4 separate regions of the Mus musculus genome follow, and all the other regions are linked to region 2. A link is a contact called in public ChIA-PET, HiChIP or PLAC-seq and promoter capture Hi-C data. All regions are on one chromosome and are shown on one strand. The core of a region is the stretch at or near the end of the contact, and the rest is flanking DNA. Distances in the headings are between cores, read along the strand shown. Region 1 holds the start of Nudt18 (nudix (nucleoside diphosphate linked moiety X)-type motif 18). Region 2 holds the start of Rhobtb2 (Rho-related BTB domain containing 2). Region 3 holds the start of Fam160b2 (family with sequence similarity 160, member B2). Region 4 holds the start of Slc39a14 (solute carrier family 39 (zinc transporter), member 14).

Evidence for each region. ChIA-PET counts read pairs in DNA pulled down with a chosen protein or histone mark. HiChIP or PLAC-seq counts read pairs in DNA pulled down with a chosen protein or histone mark. Capture Hi-C pulls out chosen DNA fragments and counts their contacts.
Region 1: a promoter capture Hi-C map of liver shows a contact between it and region 2. The contact joins the promoter of Nudt18 here to the promoter of Rhobtb2 in region 2. A contact is called at or near these places in 3 of 115 datasets of contacts at active chromatin or transcription factors (bone marrow-derived macrophages, memory CD8 T cells and pancreatic cancer cells) and 2 of 9 other capture datasets (adipose tissue and liver).
Region 3: an H3K4me3 HiChIP or PLAC-seq map of bone marrow-derived macrophages shows a contact between it and region 2, with 4 times the contacts expected there. The contact joins the promoter of Fam160b2 here to the promoter of Rhobtb2 in region 2. A contact is called at or near these places in 4 of 39 promoter capture datasets (cranial neural crest, maxillary cranial neural crest, pre-B cells and 1 more), 2 of 484 Hi-C or Micro-C datasets (B cells and embryonic stem cells), 2 of 115 datasets of contacts at active chromatin or transcription factors (bone marrow-derived macrophages and memory CD8 T cells) and 1 of 9 other capture datasets (adipose tissue).
Region 4: a contact with region 2 is called in an RNA polymerase II ChIA-PET map of memory CD8 T cells, with 26 read pairs. The contact joins the promoter of Slc39a14 here to the promoter of Rhobtb2 in region 2. A contact is called at or near these places in 7 of 39 promoter capture datasets (the C10 cell line, cranial neural crest, frontonasal cranial neural crest and 4 more), 1 of 484 Hi-C or Micro-C datasets (B cells), 5 of 115 datasets of contacts at active chromatin or transcription factors (astrocytes, bone marrow-derived macrophages, memory CD8 T cells and 2 more) and 4 of 9 other capture datasets (embryonic tail, embryonic trunk, liver and 1 more).

What each region holds. Positions count from the first base shown.
Region 1 is chr14:70,572,579-70,580,036 of GRCm38.p6, forward strand. Nudt18 (nudix (nucleoside diphosphate linked moiety X)-type motif 18) reads left to right here and starts at 5,246. Exons shown (of 3, transcript NM_153136.5): 1 at 5,246-5,532; 2 at 6,334-6,547; 3 at 6,756-7,458. The coding sequence starts at 5,371. The coding sequence ends at 7,351. Hr (lysine demethylase and nuclear receptor corepressor) reads left to right here. Exons shown (of 19, transcript NM_001379479.1): 19 at 1-970.
Region 2 is chr14:69,801,403-69,809,025 of GRCm38.p6, forward strand. Rhobtb2 (Rho-related BTB domain containing 2) reads right to left here and starts at 4,143. Exons shown (of 10, transcript NM_153514.5): 1 at 3,635-4,143.
Region 3 is chr14:70,594,892-70,601,778 of GRCm38.p6, forward strand. It overlaps Fam160b2 (family with sequence similarity 160, member B2), which reads right to left and starts at 4,944. Exons shown (of 17, transcript NM_194345.1): 1 at 4,851-4,944. The coding sequence starts at 4,895.
Region 4 is chr14:70,347,992-70,355,531 of GRCm38.p6, forward strand. It overlaps Slc39a14 (solute carrier family 39 (zinc transporter), member 14), which reads right to left and starts at 3,433. Exons shown (of 10, transcript NM_144808.4): 1 at 3,289-3,433.

The DNA.
Region 1 (7,458 bases), core at 3,996-6,495, 770 kb after region 2:
ACATCCTTCCTTGGGGAAGCTTGGGATTGTTTTGGTTTAAGCAACACTTCCCCTTGCTGCTTTATCCTGTGTTGCCCCTGGCACCCCACCCTCACCCCAGCTCACACCAACATCCACACAAAGCCCTTCTGACTCTGTAGGTCTACTGGACCGGGAGCCACAGAATTCTTCCCTTATAGAAGAGCTGTGGAGTTGGGGAAGGGAGGGCCTCAGTTAATGGGCCAGACTGGCTGGAGGGAAGAACATGGGCAGAACCACTGGGCCCTGCTTCTGCCTCTCTCCTCTCTCTCCTTCCCGGTCTCTATTAAAATCGGTTGTCTGGTGACTGCTGCCAGCAGTAGTTGGCCTTACTCTGCCAGCCACGTGGGCTAGGGAAAGAAGGCGAATGCAGAAATCTGATCTGGAGCAGAAGCCAGTGGACAGGGTGAGCAGGGACTGGGGACCTAGTGGCAGAGACCTCAAATACCACTGCCAGATCTTTGGGAGGCCTGGACCCCTGGAGCTTCCTGGGACTGAAGATATTCTTGACTGACAGCGGAAAGTGGAGTTCTAAGGTGCAGCACTCAGATGGCCTCCCTGGGTGGCATCAACCTGTGGAGATTACGGAACCCCCTGCCTCTGTCCCACCTATCCTGTGTGCTCTGACCTGGAGAGACGTCCAGGATAGCCCTGGCTCATCCCAACTCCTCTTAGTGTCCAAGCCCCCAGGACAGAGCCTCACTGCCTCCGACAGCTGACCCCTCCCCCATGGCCCTTCTGGTGCCAACAGCTGACCCCTCCCCTCATGGTCCTTCTGGTGCCAACAGCTGACCCCTCCCCCCATGGCCCTTCTGGTACTGCTTTTGCCTTCCTACCTCTTCCTCTGTGTATCTCAACTGCACACGTGCGCCAGCTCTTGTTATACTTAACAGTTCCTGCTGTGGTTTGGGGATTTTTTTTAATTAAATAAAAGTTTTTATTATAAATAGAACATCTGTTCCGAGCATTTAAAAACAACAACAAAGACTCCTGAGATCGTCTCTCGCCCAACGCGAGCATGGCTAGGTCAGGTTGTTTTCCCTTCTAGCAGTCTCTTCTGGGGATCATGATTGCTTTCTTTCAAGGGTGTGTTATAGCTGGGTGTGATGGAACACACCTGTAACCCCAGTACCAAGGGAGATGAAGAAGCAAGAGGGTGACAAGTTCAAGGCCAGCCTTGGCTACATTGTGATTTTTGTTTTTTGGTTTGTTTTTTTTTTTTTTTTTTTTTTTTTTTTTTTTTTTTTTGACATCAGCTTGGGCTTCAAGAAATCCCATCTTAAAAGAAAGGGTTAGCCTGGCAGTGGTGGTGCACGCCTTTAATCCCAGCACTTGGGAGGCAGAGGCAGGTGGATTTCTGAATTCGAGGCCAGCCTGGTCTACAGAGTGAGTTCCAGGACAGCCAGGGCTATACAGAGAAACCCTGTCTCAAAAAACCAAAAATCATTAAAAAAAAAAAAAAAAGAAAGAAAGAAAAGAAAAGAAAAGAAAAAGAAAGGGCTAGGCTTTTTATTGAAGAGTTTAGTCATTTTCACTTTTATTTATGTATTTATTTATTTAGGATTGGGGGGGGCTCTAGAGAAGAGCCATGCCTTACTGTGCGTTTTTCTTGTCACTTAAACTGTCACATTTAATCCCTGACAAAATTTTGGAGCACAGACAGATGATCTATTTCCATTTTTATAGAAGAAACGGGCCGTTTGGTGCTGAGTAAGTCACCCGAGGTTACGCGGCCATTTTAATGACAGAATGGGATTTGAACCAAGTTTCCTGACTCAAGACACCGCATTGACATTCTCACTTTCCTGCTTTGTGGTGTTTAAAGACAGGCTTGTCTACATCTCCGTCCTCTTCTGGGAGATGACTCCAGCACCGAATGACATGTTCTTAACACTTGGCCTTCTATAGCCTTGTCCTCACGTCACCCTGAACCAATATAGAATGCTTCCCAGGAAAGATGGGACACTGAACATTTTTGTTTATTTGGGGCAGATGGCAGGGGTGCTCAGGGCCTCGGTGTTCCCTGGACACCCCCCCCTTTTCTACCGTCACAGCTCCCTCGGGGGTAGATTTGTCTGGCCCCTAAAAACAGCAGCCGGACCAGTGTTCACTTGTTCTAGGATTGGACCAAGAATAGAGCCAGTCCAAGCAGTGTCTGACCCTGTGGCTCGGGCCAGGGCCCTTGGCTGGCACCTTTCCCTGCAGAGGCCCTGGAGAGTCAGTGGCTCCCTCTCTTCTCTCTGACTCACCATGTCACCAGCTACAGAGCTGGAAGTGAGCTCTGGGGTGTATCTTCCTGCGTTGGCTGCTTTTTTTTTTTTTTTTTCCTTTTCCTTATAAAACTCTCCTACATTTTTCTCTTAAAATAATTGTAGATTTACATTCAAGTTACAAATATAGCACAGACCGTGGTGTGCTGGGCACATACCTTTAATCTTAGCCTCAGAGGTAGAGGCCAAGGCCAGACGGTTACATAGTGAGAGCCTGTCTCTAAAAAACAAACAAAAACAAAACAAATGTTAGCACATACAGCTTTCAGTTACCCTTGACCTCGTGCCCCCAGTGGGAATAACCATATTCAAACATAGTCTTTTCATCACTGTGGAACCTTAGCATCACAGCTAGAACCAAATAATCCCATCTAGGAAGCCACCACCTACTGGAATCTCACCAGTGTTCCCATTTTTTGTCCCCCTTTGTGTCCCAGGGTCTAGAAATGCCGGTGTCTCATCTACACTGTGGCTGTGACTCCTCCGAGTCAGCAGATGAGCTATTTGAACAGCCCATCCCCCTCCACTGCCCTTCTCACCTGTCTCTTAGTCAGGAGACAGGATCTGCTACATTGTAAAGGACTCCAGCATCCCAGACACCCTTGCTCATCCTGCCTGCCCAGCTCTGTCACCATGTCCCTGACTCTGCCTACCCCTTATCTCCCCTGCTCACAGGTTGTATACACGTGTGCATGAATGCACCCTAAGATGGCCTGCTCCCGTAGGTTCTGGGAAATCAGTACTGGTAGGACTACGCTTGTTTAAGGCTATCCACTCCAGGGGTGTCCTCTATCTCAGAGGAAAGAAGACATGCGTGGAGGTGGGCTATCCCAGCCTCCTTTCCTGTCTCATTATCCCCTTCCTGTCCAAGACTCACCCACCTGTCTCTGACCACTGCTCTTTATCCTAAGGCCTTGAGAAATCCAACCTTTTTGGTTGCCTCCCCAAGCACTCTGGGAAGGACTGTACCCCCTTCAGATGCCTTCTGTGTGTCCCCTTCACCCTTTACAAAGGGCTTTCGGTGTTCTATTGCTTCCATGTGCCTTATGACAAGGCAACGAGGCCTTCCGCAGCAGATGCGTGTTTTCCCCTTCCCCCATGATAATGGAACTGCGGTTGTGGCAGCCTTTGCTCTACCAGGCAGTTGGGCCGGCTGCTGTTTATCTTAGGACGCCTCTGCCACTCTCCCAGCCTGCCCAGACATGACCTCACCCTCTCCCAAATCATCCCTGGGAGAAAGAATGGAGTGTCTGACCAGTGCTGCCTCCACTTCACAGATGGGAAAACTGAGGCACTGAGAGAGCAAAAGGGGGGTAGGGGGAGAGGAGGGTAGGGGAAGAGAGAGGTGGAGAAGAGAGAGGAGGCCTTTAACAAGTGGCTCTGCACCCTGGGGCCTGATCTTGACCCTCTGCCGATGACTACAGTTAATTTAGAAATAGGAGGTCTTCAGTGGCCTCAAGTCAGAAGTGTCCAAGTGCCTGAAAATACTGTGGGCCACTAACAGTGCCCATCCAACCTCACGTAGATTTCCTCTTCAGGGAGTTTGCATCAGCATCGGGGAGAAGAAAGGCTGAGACCAGTCCCGGAGGGCTGAGATCGCCTGCCAGTCAAGTCTACAGAGCACAGATGTGGTTTTGTGGTGCTGGGAATTGAACTCAGGGCCTTGTGTATGCTAGGTAAATACTCTACCGCTGAGCTATACTCCCCAGTTTCACGGTGTGTGTGTTCTTGTATGTGCAGGTGTGCTCTATGGACTATGGCTTTGAGACCCTACCTGGAGAACAGGTGGGCTGCCTGGTGACGGTGTTCAGATAGTGCATGGCTTCTCCCAAGCTCTCTTGGCTTCTCAACAAGTATGGAAAAGGAGGGCTGTTACAGACCTACTGTACAGATGAGGACATTGAGGCCACCCAGGGCACAGAGCACGTCAGTCAGCAGAGGCTGGATGTCTGGCTTTTAAACTCCAGAGCTTTGTCAGTACCATCAAGCCACTGTCCCCCAAAGGAGGTACACAGAGCCAGCAGTGGGGGAGGAAAGGGAAGTCTGGGATGGGGTGAGGAGCCCAGACTTGGCCTGCTTTGTGGATTCCTCTCAGCTGGCCCTGCCTTCCTGTCCTGAGTGGAGGTTAAAGAAGCTCAGAGGAAGAAAGGTCAGGCTGGGAGAGAAGCAGGAGCTGGCCAAAACAACCCACACCCTGTTCCTCATGACCAGGCCCTGGACGCTGGGTAGGAGGGCACCACCCCTGCCCTCTAAAGATGGAGTCTGTTTCAGAAGCCTGGGAAAAGCATTGGGCACAGGATCGGATGCAGGCTACAGTGCTGACTTCAATCTCCCTTTCATTCATCCCCCCCCCCCTTAGCTTCTTCTCATCCCCAGCCTTGTCCCACCTTGACCACCTGTCCCATCCCTCCTCTGAGGCTTGTCAATCACGTTCCCCATCCCCCACCCCACCCCCAAACCAATCCTTTAGCCTCGGACTCTTAAAATGCCCTGTGTCCATCGACCTAGACAGATCAGAATTTCTAACGCAACGTTATGTGCCTGAGCCATACCACATTCAGAGCATTTTAACGAAGTCAGAAAGTTATTTGGGGCCTATTCGTCGTGAGCACTTCTGTGGTTCGTTTATGATAAAAGCTGGACAGTGGGAGCGAACGGCGGAGTCTGGGCTTCCGTAATGTCATCGGACGAGTGACGCCATCGACCCTGGTCACAGTGGTGTTCATCACCCTACAGGCAGGATGACATCACCGTCGGAACCCGCGCGGACAAGTGCGTGCTGGGTGAATTAGCTAATCGCTAGGGAGAGTGTGAAGTGAGGCTGAAACCCAGGAGAGGAGGGGGCAGAGGGAGGATCCCGGCGCCCCGCCCTCCCGATAACCGCTGCGAGCTGGCCAATCCGGGCAGGCCGCAGTGACGCGCAGCCTATCAGCGACCAGGTCTCTCCCGGAGGTTCCGTGTTAGTCTTGGCCCTCAAGTCAGGGGAGGGGGCGAGGGCGCCGCGGCCCACCGCAGCTCAGGTCCCGGCCGCTTGCCTCCGGGGGTCTGGCAGGTCCCGGCTTGCCACCTCCCCGGAGACTTGATGGCCACGGAGGGCCTGGCAGGGGCGCTTGCCACCGTGCTGGGGGGAAAGGGGTTGCTGGTGCAGAGCTGTGACTCGGAGCCGGCTGGGAAGCCGCTGTTTCCCGTGCGGCTGCGGAAGAATGTCTGCTACGTGGTGCTGGCCGTGTTCCTCAACGAGCAGGTGAGCGTCCGACCGGCCGCTGGCCTTCGGCTGGTCTCGGGAGCGTGCCGCCTGCCCTGATCTGAACAGGCGAGCCAACGGCCGCTGCCTGTATGTGGCGCTTCCCAATGTTGCAAAGCACTCTCAACACTAGCAGCTGAGCTGAGATCGTCCTTCTGTAGACTCTATAATATGGAAGGAGAAGCCGAGGTCCCGGGGCGGTTTATCTCATCCACTAGACCTCGCCCCCCACCAGGAGAGGCCTGTAATATGCCCCCTTCCTTTCCAGGAGTCTAGACTCTCCCGGCGCCTCGGGAGAGTAATGGGGAGCTTACATGCAGGCCTCCGATCCTGTGAGAGTTCTTTTTAGTGATCACTTCTGCACAAGTCAGCGTTATAAAATCCTGGCCAAGAAGGGGTAGGTTGGTATAGGGGTGGAGCTAAGTTTCAAAGCCTCAGACCCTAGATTGAGGACTTGACACAGGCGGTTTGTAAGTCCCATGGGAACAAGAGCAAGACAGTGGCATAAATGAGTCAGTATAGGAGTGGTGGCAACCTTCAGGAGGAAGCCTCCTAGAGCAACGCCCAAGGTCCTCAGCCCCTTTCTACAACAGAAGTCCCTCTGGGTTTGAGTTACAGCAAAGCGGAGACAGCCACTGCTTTCAGCCATATCAGGGCCTGACTCCTGAGGATCCAGCATCCTAAAGGTGTCTGTCTACCAAGAAGGGAGCTTTGGGCTGCCATCCAGGTAGGGGCTACTCTTCTGAAGCCCCCAGACTGGCTGGGTAGGAGTGAAGATTGTCTCACTTCCCTCCCTCCCAGGATGAGGTGTTGATGATACAGGAGGCCAAGAGGGAATGCCGGGGGACATGGTACCTCCCTGCAGGAAGAATGGAACCAGGAGAAACCATCGTGGAGGCCATGCAGCGGGAGGTGAAGGAGGAGGCAGGGCTGCTCTGTGAGCCAGTGACACTGCTGTCCGTGGAGGAGAGGGGCGCCTCCTGGATCCGCTTTGTGTTCCTCGCTCGACCAACAGGTATCCCCCACCTAGTGACATTTCTCACGGTCCCTCATCCATAGCCAGCCATACTGTGGGCTTCTGCTTATGGCCATTGACCTACTACGGGCTAAGAGCTTTTGGGGGTCTCTCTCTCTCTGGAGTGTTGGGGTGGCCATTTACTCTCTCAGGCTCAACCCTTCTCATACTGGCCCTCTTCCCACCCCACCCCCCAAATCTCTCCTAGGCGGAGTTCTCAAGACTTCCAAAGATGCTGATTCTGAGTCCCTCCAGGCCGGCTGGTACCCACGGGTCTCCCTGCCCACACCGCTTAGAGCCCATGATGTTCTGCACCTGGTAGAGCTAGGCGCCAAATTCTGCCAACAAGCCATGCACCCTCTCATTCTGCCTCAAGAGCTCCCCTGCAGTGTGGTCTGCCAACGGCTGGTGACCACCTTCACAACAGTCCAGTCGGTGTGGGTGTTGGTGGGCACGGTGGGGACACCTCACTTGCCCATCACTGCCTGTGGCTTTACCCCTATGGAACAAAGGGGCGGCATCAAGGTGGCCATCTTGAGGCTCCTACAGGAGTGTCTGACTCTGCACAGTTTGGCAGTGGAGACCAAGGGGTTGCTTGGGTTGCAACACCTAGGCAGAGACCATGTGGATGGTGTCTGCCTGAATGTGCTGGTGACCGTGGCTTTTCGGAACCCAGGAATCCAAGACGAGCCCCCAAAGATTCGGGGTGAAAACTACTTTTGGTGGAAGGTATTAGAGGAAGATTTACAAAAACTGCTTCTGTACAGACTCCAGGAATCTTCTGTGATCCCCCTGAGCAGATAGAGAGATTCCAGCAGGGACCAAAAGCTGAGCTGCCCCCTCCCTCTGAGGCAGAGAAAAGGCTGGCAGTCAGGGATCTCATTGCACATTTTGAGGGGGCAGGGACCACA
Region 2 (7,623 bases), core at 2,893-5,392:
CCTCCTACCCTGCCCTCTTATTGGCTAGGAGAGGGTTTTCTGACAGCCTCTTTGAGTAGGAAGACTTCTTTGTATCTACTGAATCTACAAGCCTCCTCTTTCCTACTCTGGTTCGGTCACGTGGCCCACGTGTCTGCTCAGCCGAAGGCCTACTTTGAGACAGAGACGGGGGGAGTCATAGCCCAGAACAATACACTCTATGGTACATGGGCCTTCCCATACCCAACCTGGGCTACCCACTGCATCCCACATCCGCTCCCAAGAGTAAGATCTACCTCCTTCGGACCTCCTATGGAGGAAGAAGCTTAGACTAGAAGACCTTCATGCCTCCAGCACTCTGGGGAGAAGCCAGACAAATTGTTTATGTGGGGAACTGGCTGCTAGAAGAAGTTGAGGGTCAACCGGGTATGGTGGCTCACGCTTTTAATCCCGGCACTCGGGAGGCAGAGGCAGGCAGATTTCTGAGTTCGAGGCCAGACTGGTCTACAGAGTGAGTTCCAGGACAGCCAGGGCTACACAGAGAAACCCTGTCTCAAAAAACCAAAAAAAAAAAAAAAGAAGAAGAAGAAGAAGAAGAAGAAGAAGAAGAAGAAGAAGAAGAAGAAGTTGTTGTTGTTGTTGTTGTTGAGGGTCAAGCTTAGCTTAAATTTCTGCTTCAGTTTCCTTTGGTGATCGGCAGAGAGGTAGTGTGTCCATGCCATAGGGTCAGATGAAGAGACAGAGGCCCTTTTGTAGCTAACATGTCATGTCAGTGGTTAAAAAGCTGAGGCTCGAGTTTGAGGAGACTTTGAGGATGCTCCCTCCACTGGTGTCTACCCTCCTAGAAGCAGGATGGGGAGGAGGGAGCAGGGGCAGGACAGGTGTACTTAGGGTTATCAGTGCGCCCCTGCTCACTCCCTACGTGCAGCGAGTCATCTCTGAAGTAAGCCTTCCCAGGTCCAGGAAGGCTGAGCGCAGAGTTGTCCTGGAGGCTGCCCAGGCGCTTTACTGCTGAGCCATCAAGACCAGCGCCAAGCCACCAGCAGCAGCAGCAGAGGAGCTCTGTCCCTGGCACGCTGTAACTAGATGCTAACATGCAGGAATGCAGAAGTGAAATGCTCAAGTAACATGGCAACTGGGATTTGTGCAAGGGGATGCAGCTCAGCAGCCTAAGCAAAAGGTGCAGCAAGGACTTTTCAGTGACACAGGTTTATCCTCCTCCTAGGAGCCTTACAGGATTTGGACCCCTCCACTAACAAGGGTCTCCACTAAGCTCGGGCCCAGTCTACATGACAACCACTGCATCATTACGACGCCCTCCTGGTCCTGTTCACCAGGCCACTGTTATAGCCATCAGCTTTCTGCTTCCTCTTCTCTGTCCTGAACAGTTCCTAGTCTCGACCACTGAGGGATGTGTGGGTACCAGAAAGAGCCACGTGGGTGTGGTTTCTGCTTTAAGGAGCCAAATAACAAAAAAAAAAAAAAAAGATGAGATAAAACAGAATCTCACCTATGAAGACAGAAACCCACAGGCCAACAGTACTTCTATAGTTTGGAATCACTAGCATATAGGTCTGGAAGTGAATGGGAGGGGCTTGGGTTCTTAAATCCAGGGGCCATGTCCAAGTACAGCTGCTTTATGACCTGACACAGACACACAGACAGACACACACACACACACACACACACACACACACACACCTTGTGATTTCATTTCCAGAGTTTTCAGTAGGGGACAGCAAGCAAACAAGTAGGAGAGTGGTAAATATGGGCCATGAGTTTAGGACACAGACTGCTACATTTCTATCTAATCTGCACACTGAAGCCCATGCCCCCTCTGACTGCCCCTGAATTCAGGCTTCCTTAACACATCCACCAACTGGCGTTTCCTTTTGCTCACTGTCATTCCTACATTAACAACTGCAAGCTTCATTGTCCTATCTAGGAAGAGGCAAACCACTGCACTTATTGTGGACTCAGTCTCTGCCTCCAGAAAATGGGTATAAGGATGTTGGAAGAAAGTTTCTGAACACGTGAATTTTGGTAAATTCACGCCAAGGGAGCCTGGGTGGGAGGAGGTATTTGTCGTCTTATGTAATATAGTATTATATAATGCTAGATTGCATATCCATATGTGTAATTATATCTCCCTTTAAGATACAGGCTGGCCCAATTAAGCCAGGAGAACTTTTTTGTCTAATCAGGCCTGTCTTAAGTGAGGATCCTGTCCAGACGACACCATGGCAATATTAATGTAACTTCTGTTCTAGAATATTACTACTTTTCTGGATCACTGCTGATGCATGACAATACAAACCATGCGGTGAACTTTCCCACTGTCCCTTTCCCTCTGGCACACCCTTCTTCAGTGACTGGACACTGTTCCTCTCAGTTGTCCCAGCCCCATTCCTCCAGAGCCTCCTGACCATCCTCCACCCTCATCCAGGGTATCACAACCTCCAATTCACTGATTCCACCCCCTTGACAATCCTGAAGCCACTGAGATTTCCTCCCCAACTCTTGTCCCCAAGTTACCCCCCCCCCCCTTCACAAACAGTGTCCTGCACGTCAGCTTCCCCAGTTCTTTGTGCTCTGTCCAGGACAGATCCGAAGGTGTGCTCGGATTACCCACAAACCTCAAGGGCTCCCATTCCCACCCCCGCACCCCTACACACACTGTTTGCAGAGCTCAAAAGCCCCCCTTTCCCTCCCACAGCTGATAGGAGGCTTGTTCATCTGTGGCTGCCCTAGTCTGGTTGTCAAGGAAACGACAATCTCCCTGGGAGCCTGGCTTGTCTCCTAGCAACCAATATCCCACATCCTGCATCTTACAAAAAAAAAAAAAAAAACGTGAAAGGGAGGAAAATCGAGAAAATGAAAGTAAAAAGCAAGGAAGGTGGATAGAAAGGAAGACTCGGGAGGAGAGGAGCAAAGGAAAGGTCGGTTTGGAGTTAAAGGAGCTCCCACTGTGGACGCTGACATTGTAATATGGGCGAAGGTGGAGGGGTGGATCCTCCCTCCCCACGCAGAAAACGTAAAGCAAGGCCCAAAGGGATCTTAAATGATCACATTAACAGAAACAGAAGCCTAAATACAGGATAAACCTTTTCAACCCTAGGCTACCCGAACATTAACAAAGAAAGCTCAAGAATTCCACCAGTAGTTTGCCAAAACTCAGCTGGACAGACCACAGTGGAGTTGACTTCAAAGAATCAGCTAGCTCCACTGCCGGCAGCAAACACCGCAATTGTACTGTTTTTTGTTTTTGTTTTTGTTTTTTTAAAGAAAGAAAGAAAAGAAAGGAAAGTAAAAGAAAAAGGAAAAAGGTACACCTCTACCACTCTGAACCTCTTATTTCCCTCCTGACATGCCGCTCTGCACACACAATTTTTTTTTAATGAAATAAATAGGGAAGGGGGAGGGGCACGACACACCGATGCAAAACATGTAGTTCTCCCCTAAAAACACCCAAGAAAGGTTAGTTTCTCTTCCCTCTGAACTGTGCAGACTCAGCAAGTGCCCAAGGGAAGAGTGGAGCTCAGGGGAAGGCAGGAGGGACGCAGGGAGGAGAGGGGAGGGTGCTGAAGGATGAGCCAAGGCGAGGTGGCACGTTTGCTTGCAACCCGGCCATAATAGAAATCAATCGTGTACTTACACCACTACATGTGACGGGGTAATTTCTAGTGTAGGGAACACATCTCTTCCTGCTAAGCACGCTCATTTTAGTGAGATGTCTGGGGTCACTCTGCGCGTGCAAGTTGGGGCGCCGCCGACGCTGCTGCTCTGTGCTGGAGACCCAGACTCCTGGGGTCCCGGTTCAGGTACGATCAGAAGAAACTCTGGCACAGGAGCCCTGGTCGGACCGCGGCACGTGAGCAGCCTGGGGCGCTGCACTGCAGCCACTGCCTCTTCCGGATCAGCATCTCCGCGCGACCCGGGCGCCCAATGTCATGGAGGCTCGCGGAGCCGGGTTGCGCGCCGCCGCTCCGACCTCCGGCCGCTGGGCCGCGCCGCCGCCCGGCTGCGCTGCGGAGGTTGCGGGCGGCGCGCTAGAGAGCGAGGCGCCGGGTGAGGCCGCCGCACGCGCGCAGCCTTAAGACGCCGAGCGCCGCAGTCCCCGAGACCGCTCACGACCTCCTTTTTTCATTCACAAAAAAAGCAAAGTTGGGGGGGTTGGAGGGGAGAGGGATTAAAAAAAAAAAAAGAAAAAAAAAAAAAAAGGAAAAAAACTGCACCCAGGAACGGTTGCTGTGACAAGGACTGCCCACAGCGGCGTGTGGTTGGTGGAGAGCGGAGCGATGGGGATTGGACACCCAGAGGCCACGCCCGAGACACGCCCCCGATCCCGGGAACGCCTCCCGCTCCTCTCCTGGTTTTGCACCTCCTCCCTTTTCCCCTGGGAGCCACGAATGGCCAGCAGCTGACCTCGCCAGTCTCAAAACCTTGCAGGACTCTCAGGATAGTTTTCCCCAGGAGGCTAGGAAGAAACTCATCCGGCGGTGCGCCCTGAGAATGCAAGTCAGAGGGCCACGGGAAGATTTTCCTGTTTCTCCCTAATTCAACCAAGCCTCTACCCCGCACACAGCTGCTCCGAGTACTGGGGGACCTTTCTTTTTTCATTATCCCTGCAGCTCCGACTTCTGTAGCTCTTAGTGAGTTTTCTGTATGGATACCCGTACTTTTTGACCTGTCTGCCACCTAGACCTTCTTTAGAGGTTCCCATCCCAACCTGTTGTCAAAGAGAGTTCAGTAGAATCTCCATAACTTTGCAAAGAATGCCAAGGAAATATTAGCCAGAGAATCCCTACCTAAGTCCTCTGTGGGTGCTCTAAATATAGTGACTGTCATCCCCAGCACTTGGGTGGGTGAGACAGAAAAATTGTCATAAGTGCAAGACTAACCTGGGCTACAAAGCAAAACCTTATCTCTAAACCCTAAAATAAAAATGGGTTGAGTCTAATGCCATCCATTCTGTTCATCGGAAGGAAGCGTCTGCGGTCCCCGGTCAAGGCTGGGTTCCATAGATTGGTCGGGACTGCTAGGAATTACACATCTTACCAATTCTCTCTGGACAGTTTTTTTTAAAGCAGCCTGGCAAACTTCACACAGCAACCTCCCCTATCACACTTCCAATGTCCTTTTTGAGAATGCAGATCTGTTTTAATGTTGGTTTATGCAAAATATGATATAAAAGAGAGGTTTACTACCCCTCTCCAAAGTCAAATAAAAACTGGATTTTTGGCCAAAATACACACCTCTAACCCCAGCATTGATAGGATTGAGGCAGGAGGATGGAAAGTTTGAGGTCAATATGGCTGATGTAGGGAGACCCTGCTATAAGCAAATAAATACTCAGTTTGTATTGTCTGAAATATGCCCTGTCTGTGAGTGCCTAGGACAGAAAGTTGCTCACCAGGGCGCCTGTAGTAAGTGTGTACTCAGGTTCGTTTAATCATTGTGCAGTAGGCAGATACTTTACTGTCCCTGGCCTCCAACACCTACCCAGAGCGGAAGAGAAGGTTGACAGTGACTGGAAGTGCTTCCTCACACTTCCTGTTCAGATTCTGCCTTCATAAAACAAATACTAGTTCAAAGGCATGTTTAAGAAAGAAGGTAGGGGCTAGTGAGATGGCTCAGCGGATAAGAGCACTGACTGCTCTTCTGAAGGTCATGAGTTCAAATCCCAGTAACCACATGGTGGCTCACAACCACCCATAATGAGATCTGACGCCCTCTTCTGGTGTGTCTGAAGACAGCTACAGTGTACTTATGTATAATAAATAAATAAATAAATAAATCTATCTTAAAAAAAAAAGAAAAGAAAGAAGGTAGAAGCCGGGCGTGGTGGCACACGCCTTTAATCCCAGCATTTGGGAGGCAGAGGCAGGCTGATTTCTGAGTTCAAGGCCAGCCTGGTCTACAGAGTGAGTTCTAGGACATCCAGGGCTATACAGAGAAACCCTGTTTCGAAAGGAAGGAAGGAAGGAAGGAAGGAAGGAAGGCAGGCAGGCGGGCAGGCAAGCAAGCAAGCTTTGCTCAGGTATGTTCTTCCTCTGCATTTGACACAGAAGAGTTTCACTTCATTGCTTATGCTCCTAAGAGTGATTATACAAAACCTCTCCAGGTTCCTACAGCAGGCAAGGGCCCCTCCCCTCCCAGACCCTAGTCTCTCTACCCAGTTCTGCCACCTGGGTGCTCTGGTATCACCTTTCATGTGTCCCATAGTATGTCACTTGTACAGTGCTGAGCAGGCAAATAGGCCTCTCCTTTGCTAGAGGGTAGCTAGAGTGTGTGCCGCCGAGCCTGTGACACTCTAGCCAATGGGAGAGAAAGCCGGCCTGGCTGGGTCATGCAGGTTTGGGGCCCAGTCTTGGACCAATGCAAATGTCAAAGTTTTAAACCTGCTCATAGTCAGTAGAGTGACCAGAGCTGGGCCAGTAGCTAGCTGGAGAGGTGGCCTGAATCACCGCCCTTACCTGGGTGCACAGTCCCAGTCTCTACTTGCAACTTTTCTTCACACAGAAGTTGTGCTGGATAGTTTTATGTTAACTTAACACAAGTTAAAGTCATCTGAGAGGTGGGACCCACAATCGTGAAAATGGCTTCATCAAACGGAGCTGTAGGTAAGCCTGTATTTTCTTGATTAGTGATTGTTTGGGGAGTGCCCAGTCCATCCTGTGTTCTTGTAAGAAAGCAAGCTGAGCAAGGCAGGGGAAGCAAGCCAGTAAGCAGCATTCCTCCACAGTCTCTACATCAGTCCCTGCCTCCAGGTTCCTGCCTTATTTGATTTCCTGTATTGACTTCCTTCAATGATGAACAGTGATGTGGAAGTGGAAGTCAAATAAACCCTTTCCTCTCCAACTTGATTTATTTGCTCATGGCATTTCATCATAGACAGCAATAGTAACCCTAACTAAGTCACAAGTCTTCGGTCACCTCACCTCTCCAGCACGCCCAGTCAGAGCCCACTCAGTCCTGTTTGGACATGGCACTTTTCCTCCAAGCTCTGCCTCCCACTTCTTCCCAGGCTCTGTATCCAGCTCTGGGACCATGCTTGCCTTATCTCTCTGTCAAACCTTTCTTTTTTTCCTTCTCTCTCACTCTCTTTTGTTGTTGTTGTTGTTGTTGTTTTGTTTGTTTTTATTTGTTGTTGGTTTTTTTTTTTTTTTTTTGAGACAGGGTTTCTCTGTGTAGCCTTGGCTGTCCTTGAACTCACTTTGTATACCAGGCTGGCCTCGAACTCAGAAATCCGCCTGCCTCTGCCTCCCAAGTGCTGGGATTAAAGGCGTGTCCCCCCCCCCCCCCCACGGCTTCCTTCTCTTTCTTTATTGTGGTTTGTAGAGGCAGAGTTTCTCTGTGTAGCCCTAGCTGTCCTGGAAGTCACTCTGTAGACCAGGCTGGCCTCAAACTCAGAGAACTTCATGCCCCTGCCTCCAGAGTGCTGGGATTAAAGAAATACCGCACCACTGCCTGACTTTATCTGCCTAACCTTTCAGTGGCAGATCTCTGAGGCTGGGATTTCTCCAACAACTGGCAGCCAGCAGCTGTCATTGTAGAATGGCAGCCTCCCATATCCTGAGCTGACCAGCCTACCTCAAAAGGCTGCTTCTCCTTGTGTCAGGTTTCCTCTCAGGCCTGGAGTTT
Region 3 (6,887 bases), core at 3,694-6,193, 790 kb after region 2:
AAGAACTCCAGGTTTGCCAGGAGTACCTTAGGAACACGGTTGGTGGAGCTGCAAGCTCTCACGTAGCACCAAGTGCAGATTCTCTAAAGACATTTCAAGATTTGGTCTCATAACATTTTCTAAGCCTCTACTAATTGACCCAAACATAGCAAAGGCTTTGTTGAAACATTTTACTCAAAGGCATACACATACTCAAAGGCTTTACTATACATATCTCTACGCTCCAACCTCGCTCTCTAGTGGGCACTGGCCTTGAACCGAGGGTGATAAACTGGCCTGAGAAAAAAACAAAACAAAACAAAACAAACAAACAAACAACCCCTTCTTTCCTTGTACAATAAATGTTTTTAGGGAGAAATGCAGAAAAGAACCGACAGTGGCTTCCCAGCCCTGACACAACCATAATGCACCCTACGCCTAAGGTTTGGGAAACACTGCAGAAAGGGGTTAATCAAGACAATATGAGTTGGCATGCCAACACAGAAGAGGGGAAGTTCAAGATGAAAAGCTACAGACAGTTGCTAGCTGCTGAGAGTCTGCGAATGTCTTCCCCAGGGACTAACACCCTGACAGATTATCCAATAGCAGATGGTCAGCCCCTAAATGTGCGCATATGAGCAACATAGGATGGACTCAGCAAGGGAGGGGTGTGTGTGTGTGTGTGTGTGTGTGTGTGTGCACATATAACAATTAAAGAAGAGATCATTAGTGTGAAAGGGGCTGGGGACATGGGAAAGTTTGTAGGGGGAAGGTAAGAGGTCAAAATGATCTAAATACAGTACCCCTAAGAATCTGAAAAAAAAAAAAACCAAAACAAAACATTTTTTAAAGGAAAAACTAATTGTTACCAGGGCAGGAATGCATCAACAGTTCCTACCATAGGTGTTAACTTCCTCTAGGTCTCTGCTCAGGCCACAGTGTCCTGGGGGCCATTGCTCCTTTACTCTTGTCTAGGTCTTGAGATTCCTCCGTGAGGTCAGTGTAAGGGCTGGGCAGCTCCGTAAAAGCCTTGGTACCACAGAGAAGGCATCTTCTAGAACCAGTCATTTGGTGTACATCTTGTGAGTACCTTCTAGGTGCAGGCTGCTGTGCTGTGTGCCACAAGCAATCTAGCTAACTAGACCTCCAGTAAATAGGCTGTCACCAAGAAAAGAATACAAAATTGCACCCCAAACCAGTTGTCTCTGAGGAAGCAGCAGAAGTAGAAAGGGACATGGTAAAGGGAGTCACTGCTAGGGGCTAGAGCGATGGCTCAGTGACGAGCACTCGACAGGAGCTGGCTTCCCAGAACCCACGTCAGATGCTTCACAACTCCAGCCCCTTGGATCTAACCCCCTCGTGTAGCTTCCACGGGCACCTGCACACATGTAGCCTAGATTTGCATGCATATATATATATGTATATATATATATATATATGTATATATATATATATATATATATATATATATATATATAAAATAAAATAAGTCTTGGGCTGGAGAGATGGCTCAGCGGTTAAGAGCACTGACTGCTCTTCCAGAGGTCCTGAGTTCAAATCCCACCAACTACATGGTGGCTCACAACCATCTGTAAGGAGATCGGATGCCCTCTTCTGGTGTGTCTAAAGGCAGCTACAGTGTACTTACATATAATATAAAAATAAATCTCTTTAAAAAAAAAAAGTCTTAAGAAAAGAAGAGCTGCTAATGGATCCCTTTCAAGATCCTACCAAAGAACAGAAGCTCCAAGTGGACCAAATTTCGGCAGTGCAAGGGGGACGGGAAAGATCTGGGCAGAGGGTATGAGGGGAAAGGATATGAGGAGCATGTGGGTCTCCAAGGCCAGGTCAAGAAGTCTGTTTTTGTTTTTAAGGCTGCAAGGTCGGTTACAACTTCAGAGGAGTTTTGGAAGGATCTGTCTGGTAGTGTCACACGGAAGAGGAGACAAAGGAGGAAGACGTTTAGGTGGCCATGGCAACAGTGGAGTAAGGAACAACTAAGTCAGAGACTTTGAAACTCTCCCCACCCTCCTTGCAGACAGTAGGCTCCTCTTTCAAAAGTAATTGTCATCATGTGTGGTGACAGCAAACCTTTAATCCTAGTGGTCAGAGGGCAGAGGCAGGAAGATCTCTATGAATTCAAGGCTAGTCTGGCCTACAAAACAAACTACAGGATATCAAGAACTACAAAGAGGGATCCTGTCTCAAAACTAGAAAGATTAGCTTAGGGTCAGTGACTCTTCCAGAAAGGCATTACCCACAGTCCTTCAAGATACTTCATCCCAGGCTGGTAAGGTGTCCTCTGACCTCAGACCCAGGATCTCTGACCTCCACATGCATGCTGTGGCACACCCCTCCCCCCATCCACACTAAACAACTGTAATAATAAGATACTTCACCCTAAAGGAGCAACCCAACTCATCATATCCATTTGCCACAGTTATTCAGGCTCTGATAGACTGTGCGCTTCCAGAGGGCAGGGCTGCGGGTTTTTTCATTTGTTTGTTTTCTTGTTTTTTTTTTTTTTTTTTTGATACAGGGTTTCTCTGTGTAGCCCTGGCTGTCCTGGAACTCCATCTGTCAGCCAGGATGGCCTTGAATTCAGAGAGCTGCCTGCCTCTACCCCCAGAGTGCTGGGATTCAAAGTGTATGTTGCCATGGGCCAGTTTAGGGCTGTTTTTTTTAATCTGGCAACCCCAGAGAGCTTTTACCAACTCTCTGAAAGCTCCTGAAGACACTCCTGCCATACTTTCTTATCCTAGAAAGTCCTTGGATCCTCGGCCAGCACCCCGGTGACCTCAAAGCTTCTGTGAAAGGGTCTTATCTAGCCTTAGATTTCATCTGTAAGTTCCAAAAAACTTTGTGCCAGGCTCAGTGAAAAAGACTACTCATAGAGATGCAGGGAAGGGGGGGGGGGGGAGGGGACAGCCATCAAATCCTGGGGCAGATGAGAGCAGGGCAGAGCTCTCCACCTGCAGCTGCTACTAGCTACCAGACCAAAAAAACTACCAGGCAAGTTCCTCTAAACAATAGCAATATTTTTTAGAAAGAGACACAAGGATCTCTACTGTTGGGTCCGGAAGGGGCAGAAAGCCGTACTCTGAGTGGTTCATATTCCACTTGGATGTTCCAACCTGAGGGAAGACCAAACTCCCCAGACAGTGGATGGAGCTGAAAAGAGATTCCTATGTGGCATAAAGCACACTTTCTGAACATGGTCTGTATGTTGCACACTGCAGGTAACCTGCCTAAAAATATGTCCCTCCGCTCTCTTCATCTGCAGCCCCTGGTGCTTCAGCTTTCTGTACTCAGAGTGTAAGCATCAAGGACGCTTAGGGCTGTCCCCACTGCCAACCCTCCTTGACAATTGAGCTGTGTCCAGAAGGATGAATTAGTGTATCAGATTGCTTTCTAAGATGACACTTGTTTTTATTTGGGACAGGAAGGAGAAGAAAAGGTGAAAAGGTCATTTTGGAAACTCCCTCTTGGGGGTACCCTAGGCCCTGTTCCTCACAGCAGAGCTGGACAGTGGGGGGAGGGGAGGTTACAGAAGTGCCTCCCTCTCCTTTAACCAGTTCTCCTAAGGCTGAGCCAATTGATATGAACAATAGCAGCCTAGCATGGTGATTTCATCCCAGCACTCGGGAGGCAGAGGCGGGTGGATCTCTGAGTTCGAGGCCAGCCTGGTCTACAGAGGGAGTTAAAGAATACAGGGCTACATAGAGACAACCTGTCTCAAACAAACAAACACCAAACACCAAAAACAATGAAGGTTCTGACTGGGGGGGGGGGGGGGGCGTCAGACCTAAGATTGTTTCTCAGGACACAATTTGATAGACTAAACCCATCAATTAGACAGTGTTCTTATACAATGAGAAAAAAATAATTAACTTTTCAAATAGCTTCTTGCAAGGCTGCTGAATGAAGTGACCAGGGACATGCACTTCCAGAAAAAAGGGGCCTAAACACAAACTGAGAGAGAGAGAGAGAGAGAGAGAGAGAGAGAGGAGAGAGAGGAGAGAGAGAAGGTAAAAGAGAGAGCGCAAGCAAGCTAGCTTTGCATGGAAACAACTCTTCCATTCAAAGCCCCTCCGGCAGGCTGAAGTCCCTAACTCAAGGTCAGCTGGCTCAGTGGCTTGAGATAAGCCTGCAGAGGGCTACTTCCGGGTTCTCGCGACCACCCACCCCTGCAAAGGTCTCTATCACCTTCTTCCTGGGACTTATGTCACTCAGGGCTGCAACTCCCATGCTAAGAGGGAACTCAGTGCGGGAACCCCTGCTCCCAGTAGTTGTCTGGCAGCTAAGAGAGGAAGGGGAAGGCTGTTGTCAATCCCAGGTGAGGAGGAATGGAGGAACGTCAGGAACGAGAAAGGAAGGCTGCCGGGCGGAGGAGGAGGCGTGGGGGCAGATCTGGGAGAAAGGGCTGGTGACAAGGGAACCTTTGGGGAGAGAAGAGTTACAAAGCTAGCGGAAGCTCTCGAGGCACAGGGAACGTTAAAGAAGCCGAGCGGAGCGCAGGCTCGGGGGACCGAGTCGCAGGTCAGGGAGTGGGACACAGGAAGCACAACAGGAAGCAGTGCGGAGGCCGGATCGAGGGATCGGGACTCAGGATCAAGGGAGCATGGCTCAGGATCACGAGAGTCGGGCTTAGGATCAGAAGAGCGAGGCGCAAGATCGAGGGAGCCGGTCGGTCTGGAGAGAACCCCGGAGCTAGGCGCTCCTGGCGGCCGCGACGCGGGACTGTACCCGAAGACGAAGCCCGGAAGCGGCGTCGGGGCCAGGGGAGGGGCCCTGCCCAAGGGGCCCGCACCTCACCCGCCCGCCCCCCTGCCCGCGCCCGCCCCTCCGGTCCGACCAGGGCCCGGCCTCACCGCCCCCACGGCCTCCTGCAGCAGTGCCCCGAGCCGGCTCAGCATGATGGCGGCCCGGCCCGGCTCGCGGCCCGGCTCCCGGTGGCGGCGCAGCGGTGGCGGAGGAGGCGGCCCAACGGGCGGGAGGCGGGACCCGGCTCTGAAACCCCGCCCCTGCCGGAGGGCTCGGGGGCGCTCTAAGCCCAGGGCTGGGCAGGTCCTGATGGAGGGCGGTGGGGAGCACCCTGGGAGCTGATGACCTAAGATTCCTTTGAGTAACACCCAGAGACTTCTAATTCCTCGTGCACCCTCACAATCCTACCAACACAGTAGCCCTGGACACACACGGCTCTGGAGTGTTTAAAATGACCTGGCCCTGACAAGCTGTGTCAAGGACACTCCAGAAGGCAAAGACATAGTGGGAAGAATTGACGACATGTTTAAATGTAATGGATTAGGAATATTGGAATAGGTTATGGCTAATATTAATTTCACCCTGTTGTTCAGTACTTTTATAAAAAAAAAAAAAAAGGTCGTTATTGGAAAAGATGTCCTCTAAGGTTTGCTGTTTGATTAGGAATTGATCCGAAGAGTCCCAGCAAAATCTGTCTCATGTCCCCCGCTCTGGAGGGAAAGAAAGCAATTGGGGTACACCTGCAATCAATCCCAGCACTCAGTAGTATCAACAATTCAAGGAGGTAGTGAGATCCCGTACCAAACACATACACACACACACACACTGACACACACACTCCGAACACAAAGATACATGCATACATACACACACACATACCACTCACACAATTACAACACACTGACACCACACACACATACACACACACACCACTGAGAGAGAGAGAGAGAGAGAGAGGTTGAAGACACGAACTGTTTAAAACAAAAACCAAAGCAAACAATAAAAAACAAGGGCTGCATGAGGCTCTTGGTTCAATCCTCAGTATCAGATAAGTAAATAGATAGATGGATAAATAATACATAAATTATATAAAAATTATGTAAATGTATATAGGTATTTACATAAATTATAAATGATTAAATTACTTACATCTATCTTAAATATCCAGGATATCCTAAAACTCACCATTATTTTTGTTCCAAGGCTGGAGATTATAGGCTTGTGTTACCATACCTGGGCTGCACTATAAATTCCAGGCCAGTCTTAGAAACATAGTGAGACATTAAAAACAAGAGTTGGGCCGGGCATGGTGGCACACGCCTTTAATCCCAGCACCCGGGAGGCAGAGGCAGGCGGATTTCTGAGTTCAAGGCCAGCCTGGTCTACAAAGTGAGTTCCAGGACAGCCAGGGCTATACAGAGAAACCCTGTCTCGAAAAAACAAAAACAAAAAACAAAAAAACAAAAAAACATGTAAATTGCACTTGATGTCACATGCCTTTGATCCCAGCACTCAGGGAGTAGAAGCAGGCAGATCTCTACTAGTTCAAGGCCAGCCTGGTCTACAGAGCAAATTCTAGGACACAGAAACCATGTCTTGAAAATGAAAAAGGAAAAGGAAACAGAGTTGACACATTGTTTTTTTTTTAATTATCAGATATTTTTGTTGTTCATTGATTTCATGACTGTAAAGTCAACTCTTGTTTTCTTTTTTCAAGACAGGGTCTCATATGGACCAGGATAGACTCAAACTTACTGTGTAGCTGAGGTTGACCTTGGACTCCCAATCTTCCTTTCCTTAGTGTTGGGATCTGGCATATGCCTGGTGTGTCCACTGCTAACAAGAGAGCCCAGGGCTCATGCATGCTAAGCAAGCGCTCTGTGCTGCATTCTAAGCCCTCAGCTCCTGACTCTAAATGGTGAGGTGTTTAGTAAATAAAACCAAAACAAAAGCTTCGGGAACCAATAAAGTTGCCCAGGTTTTACATCTTTGTGTCATGAGAAGGACGCATGAAGGACTCTCCCTAAGGCTTTGTTTTAGGGGGTCAAGAGCCTCACTTTGAAGGAATCTAAATTCTCAGGAGCTCCAAATCCTTTAGGACTTAGTGTCAAAATTTGTCCTACCACAAACATTTCCAGTCAATC
Region 4 (7,540 bases), core at 2,183-4,682, 550 kb after region 2:
TCTCTGTGTAGCCCTGGCTGTCCTGGAACTCACTTTGTAGACCAGGATGGCCTCGAACTCAGAAATCCACCTGCCTCTGCCTCCCAAGTGCTGGGATTAAAGGCATGGGCTACCACCGCCTGGCTAATTGACAACCTTTAATGGGTCTTTGCATATTAATATGGGATGTCTTAGCAGTCGACCATAATAAATTTAGGTGCATCACTTCATTCCTCCAAACTCTAGGCTCTCCTGGACATGCTCTGGTAGAAAGTTAGAGGGCCTGAGGAACGCAGAGCTCTGGTTGCCATGGTTAGGCGCAAGGGGCTTTTCTGACAGGTGAATGCCATACCTGCCAGGCCTTCTGGGAGGTCCAGTAGGGGGCTCTGCTTTCCCAGCTGGTCTGGATGAACCAAGGGCCCTCTCTGGAGGCTCCACGGCAGTTGGGGTTTGGAGTCCTTGTGATGGGCAAGCATGAGGCCCTGGCTGGCATCAGTCCTGAGTTAGCAGACTCTGGACTTCTTATCTCCTGGCATTCTGACAGCCGCCAGCCTGGAAGTCAGAGAAGGCCCTAAACTCCAAGGTGTGTGTGTAGGGGGGGGGTGGGGGTAGCATGAACCTTTTCTCCTTCCCTGCTCTTTCTGAACCTCTCTTTCCTCCAGAGCCTGCAGGAAAATGAAAGAGCTTTCCCCAAACTACTCCAGCGGTGCTGAGCAGTGACTGGCCCCCTTTCCCAGTGTGCCAAGAAAAAGACAGGACTCTCAGTAAATTCACCAAAGGGGTGTGGGGAGGGGGGCAATTCTCTGGTATTCCCCCCCAAAAAATCTGTCATTAGTAAGCAATGTGACTCGAGGACATCAATTAACCTCTCTGAGTCCAGGATCTTTCATTGTAAAAGCCACTCCAGACAACAAGGCAGCCTGTGGTTCTGTCAAATGGCAGGTGTTACTTTCTTTTGGCATTAAATGGAATAGAGAGAATACATCTGGTAGGGTTGTGAGGCGTCGGGGAAGAGCACATGTGGGGTGCAGGGAAGAAAAGAGGAAGGAGGTAAGAAGTCTTTGAAACCAGGACCCATCCTGTGATTGTGTATCCTACACAAACAGGGGTGGGGGTGGGGGATGGAGAGGACATGGGGTCCTTCCTGGCCATCACTAAGCCTTGAGGAGGAGCAGTCTCAGAAGAAAGAAGAACCTCCAGTAGAACTCCCGTAGGAAAACGCCCATCTTCTCTAAGATTGCCCAATGAGTCTGTGCGCTTTTCCCCTGGTCAGCCACAGAAAAGGAGTCTCCCAGGAGGACAAGGGACACTTTATACCCTGCTAAGGAGGAGACAATCTACCTTATGTCTAGGTTTCCACCGTCCTTACAATCCAGCCTACTTGAGCAGCCGGGACTCAAAACCTCTCAGTCTAACCCACAAAAATGGTGGCACTACTGAGGCGTCAGCCACATTCCAGACATGACCACAACGTTCCACCAGTCAGTGAGAACAGACTGGCTATTGGAGTGTGATGGGGCTGGGGTTTGGACATCTAGCTCCAAAGCCCTGAGTACTCTGCCACTGTGCCTTACCTCAAACAAGCTCCCTTCTCTAAACTACTCCAACCAGCAAGGAGACTCTTGTGTTGCTACTTAATTCCCCACTTGCCACTGTCTGCCTGAAAGGCAGAGTAAGCCTTCTGCCTGCACCCACCACAGTGGCCATTGAGGGGCACAAACCAAACACTGTACGTGGGACCTGGGCCTTTTGCATCAACCCTGGGTTTGGAAAAGAGCTCGGGATAGATCTCCAGGAGCCTCTAACTCTCCTCTTGTCTACATGCAAGGCCAGTTACATAGGCTCTGCCACTTCTCAAGTCGGTTGGTTGCTTAGCCAGCTTCTGGGTTCTTTAATCCCTGTTTCTGCCTCTGCACTGTCCAGGTGAACCACAGAATGCCAGGTGTAGCAGCAAGAAGTGTTCTGCCAGGGTCCTTCTGGAAGAACCCATATCCTGGGTCAGTTCAGTGTCTCTAGTCACAATGATAAAACAGTCACACAAAGAGGACCCATACACGGCCTCCTGACTTTGAACCACTAGCAAAGAGCTCAACTAAGTCACCAATAGAAAGGGGACTAGATGGCTTTTAATTCTAGTTGTCAGAAGTTGTGATTCTGGACATGTTTCTGGCTGTTTGGCCAAGGAGGCACGTTGGAACCCCTCAGTGTTGAAGATTTGTTTTAATAGGTAAGGAGTACGGAATTGTACATCTTTTGGATAGACAATTCAGGCTGGTCTCAGTACTAACCTGAACCAGAATAGTGACCAGATAGTCACTCCGGAGCCAGTTTCTATCGTCCCCTAAAATCAGCACCTCCAGCAAATATATCTATCCCAATGACCAGGGGCTAAAAAGAGCTAATGCTACAATTCCAAAGCCAGGTTACTTCACGAAGAGGGGCCTGCCAAAGTGCTCCTGCCTCTATCCTTCCATTTAGGCCACAGGAAAGCACTCCACCCCTCACCAAACCAAACTGAGAGTTCTCTTGAACGCACAAGCCATGTAACTATTTAGACTACAGATCAGCTTAGAATCTAGGCCCCGGGGTGACAGAAGATTCTTAAAGCTGAACCCACAACCCAGAGAGGCAATTTTCCGGCTTAGAATCTACCTCAGGATCACAAGGTGAGTCTGATGGCTACTTTAGCTATAGCTTTAAAACTCTAAGAGGGAGCAGCCGGTAACCAGACCACCTAATTTGGTCAGTCCCAACCTAAGTGAGCCCAAGAGGCATCGCTGCCGTTAGTCAGGGGAGAATTCAGCGCGGTGCCACCCTTGCGGTTATCCACTCCTGCCCAAGCCAACCAGAAGAATCGGGCATCACTCTCCAGCCGGAGGGTGGTCTGGCGTGGGGCAGGGAGAAGGACACATAGGTTCCTGGGATGCAAGATCCAGACACCAGAGCCCCCGAGCAGCCGCCACCGCAGAGCATCTGATCTACCCATCTACTCCGCTTCCTCTGCGCTCTGTGTCCTGGGGCTCTAGAAAGCTCATCTCAGCCTTTCTGAGCAGCTATCGACCTCCCCGGCGTCCTTCTCTGGTTCACACATCCCGGGCCCTGCAGCTGAAGGGACAGCGCAGTGACCTCCTTCTCCTCGCCACCGTGGCACGGCAATCAGGTGCTACCAGGACTGGGCTCAGGGAGTGCGCGGCCTCCCGAAAAGACTCTGGGTCCTCGGCGTGCCGGTGTCTCCAACCCCCACCCGGTGTCCCCCCTAACCCGGAGGCGCCCGACTTCCCATCCTGCCTGCGCCCGGTCCGTCCTCACCTGAAGTCCTCCAGCCGGCAGTCGGGCCCACGCAGCCTCACTATCCAGGGCCCCCCCCCCAAGGCAGCGGGCGACACAGCTACTGAGTGGGTGCGTCCCCGCCAACAGCCACGCGCCCCCTCTCTACGTCCGGCCCCCGCCGCATGCGCATGCCCGGCCATATACCCTGCGCGTCACCGCTGGGCCCGCCCCCGCCTGCTGCCCCGCCCCGCTCCCCCGGGCCTGCCACGTGGGACCGCCAGCTAACAGCGTCGTTACCCTGGCCAACCTGGTCCTCCAGCGTTGTGCATCCCCGGCTCGCATCCTAGCTCTCTCTAGCTTCATCCACCCTTCCTTGATGAATTCCATCCTTGACTCACGGAGGCCCTGCAGGCTCCGCTATTCTCTGGAAACCTCCCATCTGTCCTTCCTAGCCCCTTTTGTGGGAAACTCACAGCGTGACCTTCCATCCTGTCGCTCCTGAGGGAGAGTGCCCCTCTCTTGGTAGACATTTGTGGTTTTAACACTGTTGATGAATCTAAGAGACTTTTCTGTTTTCTCCAATTCTAAAATATTCTGTAAGCAGGATGGAGCGCTTCATAAACTGCTTTTTTTTTTTTTTTTTTTGCCTACCCCAGCCAACCAAAAGAATTAAAATAACTTGTAACGATCCAAATAAAAGATCATATTCATTTTTTTTCAGAGTTTCGCACCTCTTTCTCACAGTTAATCAGATTCCTAAGGAGCGAGGTCAAGCCTTAGGTTTTGTTTGTCCTGGGAGGGAGTCTCTTCCGCTGTAGGAAGGGCCTATTGTGTTGGATACTGAGCCTTGTATATGCAAATTTCTTGAGAAAAATAAACCACCCACTAAACTCTTATTGTTCTATTCAGCTGGATATTAGGATTATTTCCTCTATCGCTTAACCAACTGTCACCTGGGGCAGGGAGGGCCCCATGGAAGAACCTCAAGTGGCACTGGAACCAGTGAATGGCGGGGGTTTCTGTTCTAGCACAGGGAGTGTGTCCAGCTGGCTGTGGTATCTCTAGATTTGTTCAATAGAGAGATGGCATCTAAGTGCTGGGGAAAGTTCCCTCAAAAAGGAAGTGATAGGAGTAGAACTCCATGTCCCTAGAACAGGTGGCAGGAAGAACTCAGCTCAATGGCAGCTTGCTCTTGCGGGCTGGCTAGAGCACCAGAGTGTGGGGCTGGGGGTTGGTGAGGTAATAGCCAATCCTGGTGGTGCACACCTATAATCTCAGCTACTCTAGAGCCAGAAGGATCTCAAGTTCAAGGCCAGCTGGGGCAATTTAGTGAGCTCCTTTCTCAAAAGGTAAAAGGGGGATTTTTGGTTCAGTGTATGCTTAGACCGCACCAAAGCCATGAGTTCGAGGCCAGCAACCGGTTCTGGTAATGCTCACCTGTAATTCAGCACTGGAGAAGTGGGGACAAGTATCACAAGTTCAAAGTCAGCCTTGGGCCCCTTAATGAATTTGAGACCATGCCTGAACTACCTGAGACCCTTTCTGTAAATTAATAGTGAATGCTTTGCCTAGTGTATGCAAGGTCTTAAGTTTAAAAGATATAAAACTACTGAGGCCACTCAGACTCTTCTGGCCACTCTGTTTTTCTGAAATTCAATTATCTTTACTCTGTAATTACAGTACTCCAATGAGTAAGAGGGAGACCCTGTGATGGTCCTCTCATTTACTTTCTGAGTAATTTTGAGGTAATGATAGCTCTTGCAGAATTGCCTCCCGGGCCCCTGCAACTCTATAATAATGCTGAATATTTGCCTTGGTTAAAGTTACAGTGTTTTTCAGACATTATGTCACCCACTTAAGACTCCAAAGCGGAATGGACTGTCAGGAAAGGTCGGTTCCCCATCAGGCCCCCCCTAGAAGGAATAAGCAGAATAAGAAGCCCACCTAGAGACAAGGATCTGCCATCCCAAAGCTCTGAATAGGACGGGGAGCTTAAACCCTCATCCCCCGGATTCCAGACAGGATGTCAGGGCTACTAAAGCTTGCATTAAGCAGTTGTTGAGGACGGCTCAGGGGGCAGAGTGGGGAGCTGGGCATGATGGCCCATGTTCTCCAATGCTACCACTTGGGTGGTGAATAGGAGAAGCAAGGATTCAGGGCCAGCTCAGCTCCATAGTGAGTATGAGCCCAACCTGGGTTAGGAGAGACCTTGTCTCAAGGCACATAAGCAAACAAACAAAAGCACTAGTGGGAAAGAGGAGTGATGGGCCACCCCACCACAGGACCCATCTGTGTGGCACTGTCACCTGTTTGTGGAACTGTCAAAGTCCACAGGGGCACCCAGAGTTGATAAGCTATCTCCAGCTGATAAGCTATACACAAGAGGAATTCAATTAATCATTAACATAGCTCAAAATCAAAAGGTCCTAAGTCTCTGCATCCGCCCCCACGGGCATTTCTTCAGGAGGCACATCCTGATGAGAGGACACATGCCGACTAGGTCCTGCTAGGACACAACAGTGATGGTCACCATACATAGTGACATCTGGAGCCTGGATTTCCCACCATCACTTGCTTTCCCTCCTCCTCCCCTTTCCATTCCCTTCCGCTCAGCAAGCTTCTTGATTGTTCTGAAGTACATTTGATCTACTCTTTCAGACTTTGGAAACCCTTATTTATTTATTTATTTATTTATTTATTTATTTATTTATTAAAAATACTTGATATTTATTTTTTTAAAATACTTGAACCCTCTGTAACTCCAGTTCCTGGGGGTACTGACCTCCTCCTGGTCTCCACCGGCATTGTGCGCACACGGTGCACTTCCAGGCACGCAGGCAACTCATTCATAGATGTAAAATTAAAAGAAAGGGAAGAATAAAATAATATAGTGCCACAATTCCAGTATAAATAATGTAGCAAGCAATTTTTCCATAAAATAGGTTCTGAGCGTATAGAACATTTACCTAGCACGCTTGAGGCTTTGGGTTCAGTTTCTAAGAGCTGGACATGGTGACTCATGCCTTTCATCCCAGCACTCAGGAAGCAAAAACAGTCACATCTCTGTGACTTCAAGGCCTGTGACAAATCCACTAAACTTGATTTTGTGACCATGATTGACTTGTAATCTACAGAACTAATATGATTTATGGGACTTGGATTTTTTTTTTTTGCCTTCAAAGCATTTCATTTCTAATACTAGCTTTTAAAATTACACTTATCTGCCTATTGATTGATTTTGTGTGCGGATGTGTTTGTATGCACGTGGGCACCATGATGTGTGGAGGTCAGAGGACAACTTGCAGGGAGTTGGCTCTCTCTTTCCATCATGTAGGTCTCAGGGACTAAACCCTGGTCGTCAGGCTTGGCATCAGTGTCTTTCCCTTCTGAGCCAGCTTGCTGAGACCCAAAGCCTTTCATTTCTATCCTTAACCTTAGACCACCACCTGCCTTGATTACTAGATTTCACTCTGTATCTGAGCTCCCTAACATAGCAGTTTGCACATAACAGATTCTCTATAAATATTTGTTGGACTGGCTAGCAGCTCCCTCGATTTTCAGTGTTGGGCAACATTTAAGGGAACTGAACACAAGAAGCTGACACGGTCACAGCCCCTGCCAACATATATAGACAGATTTCCCGAAAGAGAGATGAGGGGAAGAGCCCTGCAGAGTAAGCCAAAGAAATGAGACATCCATCCTGTAGTGTGGAGGGTGGGGCTGAAGACTCAGAAAGCCACAGACCAGAGTCAACTAAGTCGACAGGACAGGCAGGGGATGAGCAGGACAGCCAAGACTCCTCATCCTTCCTGTCAGTTTTGAACAGTGTTGGGTTTGGCCAAGAGTCCACAGCTTTTTTTTCCAGACTTTTAAATTAATTATCAGTTTCTCTGTTTCTTTTTTTTGGGGGGGTGGGGCGGGTAGGGTGCATTTTCTATGTTTTTTTTTTTCTTATGTTCTGGTAGGACTTAACAAATTTAAGAGGATCAGAGGAAACATGGTGTCCCAGATCCCAAAATCTGACCCAAGGACCCATGTGTTAGCATCCTAGGCTGCTAGGCAAAGCTCAGATGATGGCCAGCGCCCTCAACTGTGAATCAGGCAACTGAGAGAATGCTTGACCCTGGAATAATTAGCAGTGGGAATGCTAACTCGGCCAACAAATCTTACCAATGTTCCAAAAATCTATAATCTTTGCTTTCTCCCTGCTTTTGGTAATTTGTTTCTTCTTTCTCTGTTTTATGTTTGGTATTTTTAGATTTATTTATGTGTATGAGTATTTTTGCTTGCA